Linked DNA regions of Podarcis muralis: region 1 is linked to region 2. Evidence: chromatin contacts called from public Hi-C data. All regions are on one chromosome and are shown on one strand. The core of a region is the stretch at or near the end of the contact, and the rest is flanking DNA. Distances in the headings are between cores, read along the strand shown.

The links. Hi-C and Micro-C count contacts between places; a contact is called where the count stands out from the background.
Region 1: a contact with region 2 is called in a Hi-C map of tail, with 4 times the contacts expected there. The contact joins the promoter of TSFM here to the promoter of SLC11A2 in region 2. A contact is called at or near these places in 2 of 3 Hi-C or Micro-C datasets (blood and tail).

The regions. Positions count from the first base shown.
Region 1 is chr2:8,154,494-8,158,753 of rPodMur119.hap1.1, forward strand. TSFM (Ts translation elongation factor, mitochondrial) reads right to left here and starts at 1,915. Exons shown (of 6, transcript XM_028721505.2): 1 at 1,777-1,915; 2 at 1-116. The coding sequence starts at 1,863. It overlaps EEF1AKMT3 (EEF1A lysine methyltransferase 3), which reads right to left. Exons shown (of 3, transcript XM_028721506.2): 3 at 3,919-4,260.
Region 2 is chr2:7,848,300-7,852,428 of rPodMur119.hap1.1, forward strand. It overlaps SLC11A2 (solute carrier family 11 member 2), which reads left to right and starts at 2,010. Exons shown (of 17, transcript XM_028721495.2): 1 at 2,010-2,132. It overlaps LOC144326864 (a long non-coding RNA gene), which reads right to left. Exons shown (of 2, transcript XR_013391742.1): 2 at 2,428-3,127.

The DNA.
Region 1 (4,260 bases), core at 665-3,164, 310 kb after region 2:
GCTTTCTTGCAGTTCACAAACGAGTAGCCAGTTTTCTTTCTGAGCTTCACCAGAGCTTCCTTTGCTGCTAGAACCGGAAGGCCAGCATGAAGGAAATGAACTAGATGCAAGTCAAACTACAAGGGGAGAGGAAGACAAAAATAAGTGAAAAGGATCCAACAACCAAGGAGGAGAGGAAGATTTAAAGAGCAACCCCACGCATGTTTACTGATCTCACAAGAACCTTTCTCCAAATATATGTGTAGAATCAGAATAAGTTCTGATGCAACTACGTCTTTCAAGGGCTGTTTTCTGGGGAAGAACATTCCCATGGATCTACACATGTGCTTGCCAGCTCAGCACTTTTGACTATTAATTGTTTAATAGCAACAATATCTTGACCACACCCCCTCCCATTAAGATGCTAAATTTAGAACTTTGGGGAGGGGGATCAATAACAGATGTTTGTGTGCTGCAATCTCTGACACAGAAAACGAATTGCCTTGCTCGTCGGTCTTACATGCACGGCCAGCCCCTTTCTTGACCGCTATTTTGCACTGTGCTCCAGCTAGTGGTCTTCAGGAGTCAGGAACCCCAAATTGTACAGGTGCCACATAACTCCCACCCCGCACATGAAAGAACCTGATTGTTTAGTGCGTCAGCACCTAAACTTTGGAACTGCTATCAAGCAGGCACTTTCATTGAACTCTTTTTAAACCTTTAAACTCCATGCCAACTGCTATCAAGCAAAACAAATGCAATACCTTGTTACGCAGATGCAATAATTACAACATACAGAGCGCAACTGGCTGAATGGTAATGTTTGTAACAAATTTCTTTACTGGTTACTTCCTAACATACAAACCAAGTCCAGGATGTACACTATATAAAATCCTTAAGCAAGGTAAGGTAAAGGTAAAGGTAAAGGTACCCCTGCCCATTCGGGCCAGTCTTGACAGACTCTGGGGTTGTGCGCTCATCTCACTCTAGAGGCCAGGAGCCGGCGCCGTCCGCAGACACTTCCGGGTCATGTGGCCAGTGTGACATCGCTGCTCTGGCGAGCCTGCACCAGCGCAGCACACGGAACACCGTTTACCTTCCCGCTATATAGCGGTACCTATTTATCTACTTGCACTTTTTTTTTTAAGGGTGCTTTCGAACTGCTAGGTGGGTAGGAGCTGGGACCGAAAGACGGGAGCTCACCCCGCCGCGGGGATTTGAACCGCCGACCATACGATCGGCAAGTCCTAGGCACTGTGGCTTTACCCACAGCGCCACCCGCATCCCTAAGCAAGGTATATAACCTATATAATTAAATCCAATGCAGATATATTTCTTTCTTAATACATTCTTGTTTGAGTTCATATATCACACAGTCCTCGAATGTGCTTGCGCTCTATATGTTGTAACTACTGCTATCAAGCAGGGACTCTTTTTGGCACCTGCTAGAAACCACTCTTGTTTAAACATTGCCTACCCAGGTGCTTATAAATGATGGTGTGAATTTAAACCTCTTTTGTAGTAGTTTAACTTTTTTGCGGTTTTTAAAGTGTGGTTTTTACTTTTCCCTTCCCCTTTGATTTTTTTCGTTTTTCCTTTCTGTGTGAACTGCTTTCACGATTTAGAGGTGTATTAAATTTTATTAATAAATTAAATTAAATTAAAATGCGGACCCCGCGAGCCTGAGCTCCATCACCACGCTCCGTGCCCTCCCCGTGTTTGCCCTAGACGACAGAGACGGATCTAAGCAGGGAGAAGCAGAGGCAGCGACGCCCAACGAAAGACTTTCGCACTCACTTGCCCGGCTAGAGAGCCCCTTTTCCGCAAGCGCAGCAGCGCCCTTCCCAGCCCAGCCATCCGCTGCATCTTCAAGGCGCTTGCCATTATGCGTCACTACGCGCGCGACGCGACGCGCGCCCTTACGTTCGTTTGGCTGAGGCCGCGCACGCGCGGTGCCGATCGTCACTTCCGCCCATTCGGCCTGCCGGGTTCTAGTTCGCGCGACGCACGCCATTGGCTGTAGCAGCTGGGCGGGGGAGGGGGGGGAGGCAGGTTGCACCAAGGAGAATGAAACTGATAGAGCAGCGCTCACGTTTTAGGTTCCGGGTTTGCTTCGGACCTCTAGTTTCGCCTTGTGTTAAAAGCAATCCAAGGATATATTTATAATGCAGAAGTGATTAAAAAACAGAGAACTGCGCAAAGGCCGCGCCTCCGATTCCAAGTGAGGGTGGAAGGGCTGAGGCGGCTTCGCAGTGCAACCCTCACCAGGTCTACTCAGAAGTAAGACCCATTGAATTCAATGGGGTCTAGGATTGCAGCCTTATTCTTGCTGCAGCCCGAGTGTTTTTGGTGTGGTCACAACAGGAAGCCGTCCTTATATCCCCCGCTGGCTTCATTTCCACTGCAGCTCCCTTAAGCACCACTGAACACCCTGGGGTCATTCTGCAAAAAGATGGACACCCTGCATTAAATATCCCTAACATTCAGGGCCGGCCCAAGACATCTCTCAGCCGCTGGTTTCTTCCCCAACCTGCAACACAAGGGATAGTCACAACAGGCTCTGTGTGTGTTTTCATACAGAAGACCTGCTTTTGGAAGACCAGCCACCTTTCTCTTTACTTCCACTCCCATCATATATTTTAGCTTGCATTTTTCCCAGCAATTAAACATAACCTGATTGTCTCACAAGCTTATCAATACAAAAAAAATTTCCTTCCAGTAGCACCTTAAAGACCAACTAAGTTAGTTCTTGGTATGAGCTTTCGTGTGCATGCACACTTCTTCAGATACACGTATATCTGGTGTATCTGAAGAAGTGTGCATGCACACGAAAGCTCATACCAAGAACTAACTTAGTTGGTCTTTAAGGTGCTACTGGAAGGAATTTTTTTTGTTTTGACTATGGCAGACCAACACGGCTACCTATCTGTAACTGAAGCTTATCAATACTTATCCTTGCAAGCTTATCCTGGTTTGGCTGCACTGGTTGTCAGTTAGTTTCCAGGCCCAATTCAAAGTGTTGGGTTTGACCTATAAAGCTTTAAATGGCTCAGGATTGCAATACCTCAAGGACCGCCTCTCCCCATATGAACCAGCCTAGACCCTGTGATCTCAGGGATGCTGGGATATATTCTCCTGCAATGCAGCTCTGAGACACTTTACAATATGGTTACCAGATTTTTTCAAGGACACTTTTTTTTGGAATGTCATGCTTTATTTTAGGAAAGGGTTGCCCAGAGTTCTTGACCTTTTTTGGGGGGGGGGGGACGCCAAAGTTGTCGGGTGCACACCTCGACACAAGTCAGGCGGAGAAGCCCATCTACAAATACACAAATGCCCCAAAAAAAGGTTGGTGGTGGTGGAGAGAGAGAGATTGAGTAAAGGCACTTGCTGGTCTAGGGAAAACACGCATTAAAACACACACACAAGGCACCGGCTTCCCATAACCGGGAGACTGCTGGAGGGTGAGTACAGTCTCTATAGAGATTTAACTGGTGGTGGTGGTGTCTGTGTCTCGCAACGCGGCAGAGCTATTTTCTATGCTTCTCCTCTTCTTCACTGCCTCAGCACCTTGCTCGCCCGCCCCACCCAACTCGGGCGCGCAGAGCCTGCAGCAGAATAGCGCAGCAGACTCTTCTGCTACAGGCAGCTCTGCGCGATTTCGGAGCAAGCGTTGATCAAGGAAGTGAGTCAGAAGGAAGCTCTCTGGCTCGCGCTTCGCCAGAGCCAGAGAGCCCCCCCTCCAGCCAGCGGATTGGCTGGCTGGAACTCTGACGTGGCTGGGACCTCCGGTGTTGCTCACTGCCATGGGGCCCACATGTTGCCTCGCCGGAAGTCCCGAGGCATAAATCCGGGGGCGTTAATTAAAATCCGGGGACATTCTGGAAACCGGGGACATTTGCTAACCCTGCTTTTTAAAAAAAATGCAAACATAGAATATTACTTTAAATTGCTTCTGTAATTCACATGTTGAGTAAAATCTTACCCAGAGTATTTACATGCACAGCTTCCTTAAGATATTATACAAATTGAACTGAAACCAGGATCCCTAAAAATGCTACCTATTAATAATTTATATAATCAGGAAATTGATAACGAGATAGTACCTTAGTGCAAAACAGAAATACATAGTGCATAGGCATGTGGGATGTTAAGCCATCTTTAAAAAGATAACATTATCCTTGTAGAAATGATATATCCATCTTTTTATGCAATCACAAAATTGTCATTTTAAAAAAGCATCTCTTAAAATGAGAAAAGGCATCTTAGTGTCTTTTAAAG
Region 2 (4,129 bases), core at 760-3,259:
GCTGATGAGCCACCAAGTTTATAGATCAAATATTGATTGCTGGTGCTGGAAAGAAGCTAGCCCTGCGGTCCTGGACATGTGGACCACAATTCAACATGAGCTAAGTATGCAAGCACCACCTATCAACTAAGTAATTTCTATTGCTTTCAATGCAACTTACACTCCAACAAGTGAGTGTCAGAGCAATTGTGTCCTCCCTTTAGGGCTGGCCCAAGGAACAATAAAATCATAGATATTTTATTTTGAAGACATCTGATTTTATTTAGAAGATATCTGAAGGCAGCCCTGTTTAGGGAAGCTTTTAATGTTTAATAGGCTATTGTATTTTAATATTCTGTTGGAAGCCGCCCAGAGTAGCTGGGGAAACCCAGCCAGATGGGCAGGGTATATTATTATTATTATTATTATTATTATTATTATTATTATTATTACTATCTAGTCCAACCTCCTGCAATGCAGGAATCTTAGCTCAAGCATCCATGACGAATGGTCATCCAACCTCTGCTTTAAAACTTCCAACGAAGGAGAGTTCCACTGTCAAGCAGCTCTTACTGTCAGAAAGTTTTTCCTGATGTTTAGTTGGGCTCTTCTTTCTTGTAACTTGAAGCCATTGGTTAGAGAGTCCTAGTCTCCAGAGCAGAAGAAAACAAGCTTGTTCCCTCTTCTGTGTAAAAGCCCTTGAGATATTTGACGATGGCCATCATATCTCCTCTCTGTCTCTTCCTTTCCAGGCTAAACATACCCAGCTCCTTCAAGCGCTCCTCATAAGGCTTAGTTTCCAGACCCTTGATCATTTTGGTTGCCCTCCTCTGCACACGTCCCAGCTTGTCAACATCCTTCTTAAATTGTGGTGCGCAGCACTGGACACAGTATTCCAGGTGTGGTACTATTACTTCCCTTGATCTGGACACTATACTTTTGTTGATGCAGCCTGGAATAGCATTAGCTTTTTTAGCTGCTGCGTCACACGGCTGACTCGTGTTCAGCTTTTGGTCCACCAAGACCCTGAGATCCTTTTCACATGTGCTGCTAGTATAAGACAGGGGACACCTATGTTGTATTTGTCCCTATTGAAATTCATTTTGTTAGCTTGGGCCCAGTTCTCCAATCTGCTAAGGTTATTTTGAATTCTGATTCTGTCTTCTGCGGCATTAGCTACCCCTCTCAGTTTGGTGAGTGTCACAACCTTCATTGTATGCTCAGCACTGGAGAGGGGAAGGTAGAAAATTGCAAAGGCAGACAGAAGAAAAGGCAAACCTTCTGAGTCTCTTAAATCAGTGCCCATCAATCTGGGAGTATGGTAATAAGTAGCAGCTGCTGCAATACCTGCATACATGCTGCGCACGGAGAGTCAAAGCAGCCAACATCTATGCACAAGATTGTTTTTTGTTGTTCAGTTGTGTCCGACTCTTCGTGACCCCATGGACCAGAGCATGCCAGGCACTTCTGTCTTCCACTGCCTCCCACAGTTTGGTCAAACTCATGCTGGTAGCTTCGAGAACACTATCCAACCATCTCGTCCTCTGTCGCCCCCTTCTCCTTGTGCCCTCCATCTTTCCCAACATCAGGGTCTTTTCCAGGGAGTCTTCTCATGAGGTGTCCAAAGTCTTGGAGCCTCAGCTTCAGGATCTGTCCTTCCAGTGAGCACCCAGGGCTGATTTCCTTCAGAATGGAGAGGTTTGATCTTCTTGCAGTCCATGGGACTCTCAAGAGTCTCCTCCAGCACCATAATTCAAAAGCATCAATTCTTCGGCGATCGGCCTTCTTTATGGTCCAGCTCTCACTTCCATACATCACTACTGGGAAAACCGTGGCTTTAACTATACGGACCTTTGTAGGCTTTACACTCATCTTAATAACTCTCTTGTGTTAAGGCTCCTGTGTGAATCCCCCTGTCTAGCTCTAATCTAAAGAGTGCAGGCGCCGCGCCAGGGCGGACTACTCTACCCTTTCCTAACTCTGCGCGCCGCGCTGCACCGGGAGGCGCCTTCTCCCTCCGATCCCGCCTCTCGGCCACACGGCGAGCCAATGAGAGCAGCGGGGCCCGGCGGAGGGCGGGGCCAAGGCTCTTGATGGAGCTGAGCCATGGAGCCAGGAGGCGGCGGCTGGAGGCGCCTGTGCTGCCGGCGAAGGTAAGGGTTGGGGGCGGCCAAGTTGGGGCGCGGGGCGCCCTGGCATGCATGCAGTTGCTGAAAGGAGGGGGGGGGGCTCATTTCAGCAGCGGGGGGGGGGGGGAAAGGTGGGCGCGGTTGTCCGCCGAGGTTTGCACACGTGTCACCTTCTGCTGCGTCTTGCTATCCCAGGGGTCAAGCCGGTCGTGGGAATGAGACAAAGAGGGGAGGGAAAATAAGATTACTTAGCCTAATTGTCCAGCCCAATGTTTGGAGGAGGCGCTGCTTTTATTATGGGGGAAAAAAAGAACCTCAGTTGAGCTTTTATTTTTATTTTTTTTTCTCCCACCCCTGGGTGGATTTCTAAATAAATGCAAGCCACCAAACTTGCTTTAGAGGAAGACCCGGGACACTGGCCTTGTCTGAACGTGGTTTTCAAAGGAAGAGGTTTAATTCTTGCCGAGTCTCCAACTTTCGCGTGTCTTTTGAAATGCTTTGCCCTCAGGAGCTGCCGTGCAATTCGGGGAAGCGCTTGCTTGCTGCTGGCCTCCATTTGCTTCTGAAATCATTTGCACAACTCCCTCGCCCTCGCTGTCTTCCAGAAAACGGTTGGCTTTGCATGAAACCCGGCATGTTTTTTTCTGGTGGTTTGCATTGAAAAAAGGAGCTTTCCTGCTATCCAAACATCCTCAGGCGCCTGGTTTGGGAGGCGGGGGGTGGAAGGTTGCTGATACGATTGCAAGGTTGCATTTTCACGTGGGTCGTTATCGCAAGTGAAATCAGTGGAGGAAGGGAAAGCAAGAGAGAAGGGGAGCATCTCTTTCCAAACCAAACAGAGTTGCAAGTCAGCGTGACCGGAGGGCATGTTCCTTTCCAGTTCTAAGTGGCCTGATCCTTTCCACCCCTTCCTCTCCTTCCCCCAGCAGAGAGATGGTTTTCTTGAATAATACACCAAGCTTTGCCTGGGAGTCCATCCCAGGTTTTTATTCTGGTCTGGGGAGGCAGAAGAGGGCACCCTGGGAAAAGCAAAGAGATAGGGATGACTCTCCTTTAGCATGTGACACTTGCAACCCAGTCTAAAGCATGTTTACTTAGACTTTTCAAGGCCAGGTGTTACCAGTGGGGTTTTATTTCCAGGTAAGTGCGTTTAGAATGGAAGCCTAAATCCTGTCTGCTGTTTCAACACTTCAAGCAACAAGGCTGTGCCTTATTTCTAGGCCTCCAGGTGTACAGGACTCTCGCCCCGCATCCGAAATACAGGAACAGTGTACTTCTGAATGCCACGTGCCAGGGAGAAACAGGCAAGAGTCATAATTTTCGTAGGTTGCCTGTGATTTCCCCAGGGGTGTTCTGTTGGGAACAGAATATTGGGCTAGATCAGGATTTCTCCACCTTGGGTCTCCAGCTGTTTTTGGACTACAGTTCCCATCATCCCTGACCACTGGTGCTGCTGGCTAGGGGTGATGGGAATTGTAGTCCAACAGCATCTGCAGACCCAAGTTTGGGAAACCCTGAGGAGCTAGATTAACCTTTGGTCTGACCTAGGAGGGAGCCTGTGTGTTGTGGAGCACAAATCTGCCCATTTCAGTGTTTTCTTTTCCATCTGGGCCTTGTTATGTTGCATTCTGTGTGAAGGAAATATATATATATTATTTAAGTAATGCTTCATGAATAGGAACTAAAAACTAATCCCAGTGCATGTACTGTATTTCTCTTATCCAGTTACCATCTTGCAAAATGTGTGGGAAGGTTGCTCAGATTTTCTAGCAAATAACTTGAATAACAGCAAGGATTGCATTATTGCATTGCCAATACAAAATTGTTTTTAAATAGTTACCACAGAGTCTCCCAAACTTGGGGCTCCACCTGTTTTTGGACTACAGTTCCCATCATCCCTGACCACTGGTCCTGGTAGCTAGAGATGATGGGAATTGTAGTCCAAAAACAGCTAGAAACCCGAGTTTGGGAAGCACTGAGTTACTACAAGGAAGACACAGGCCAGCCATTATTGTTGACAC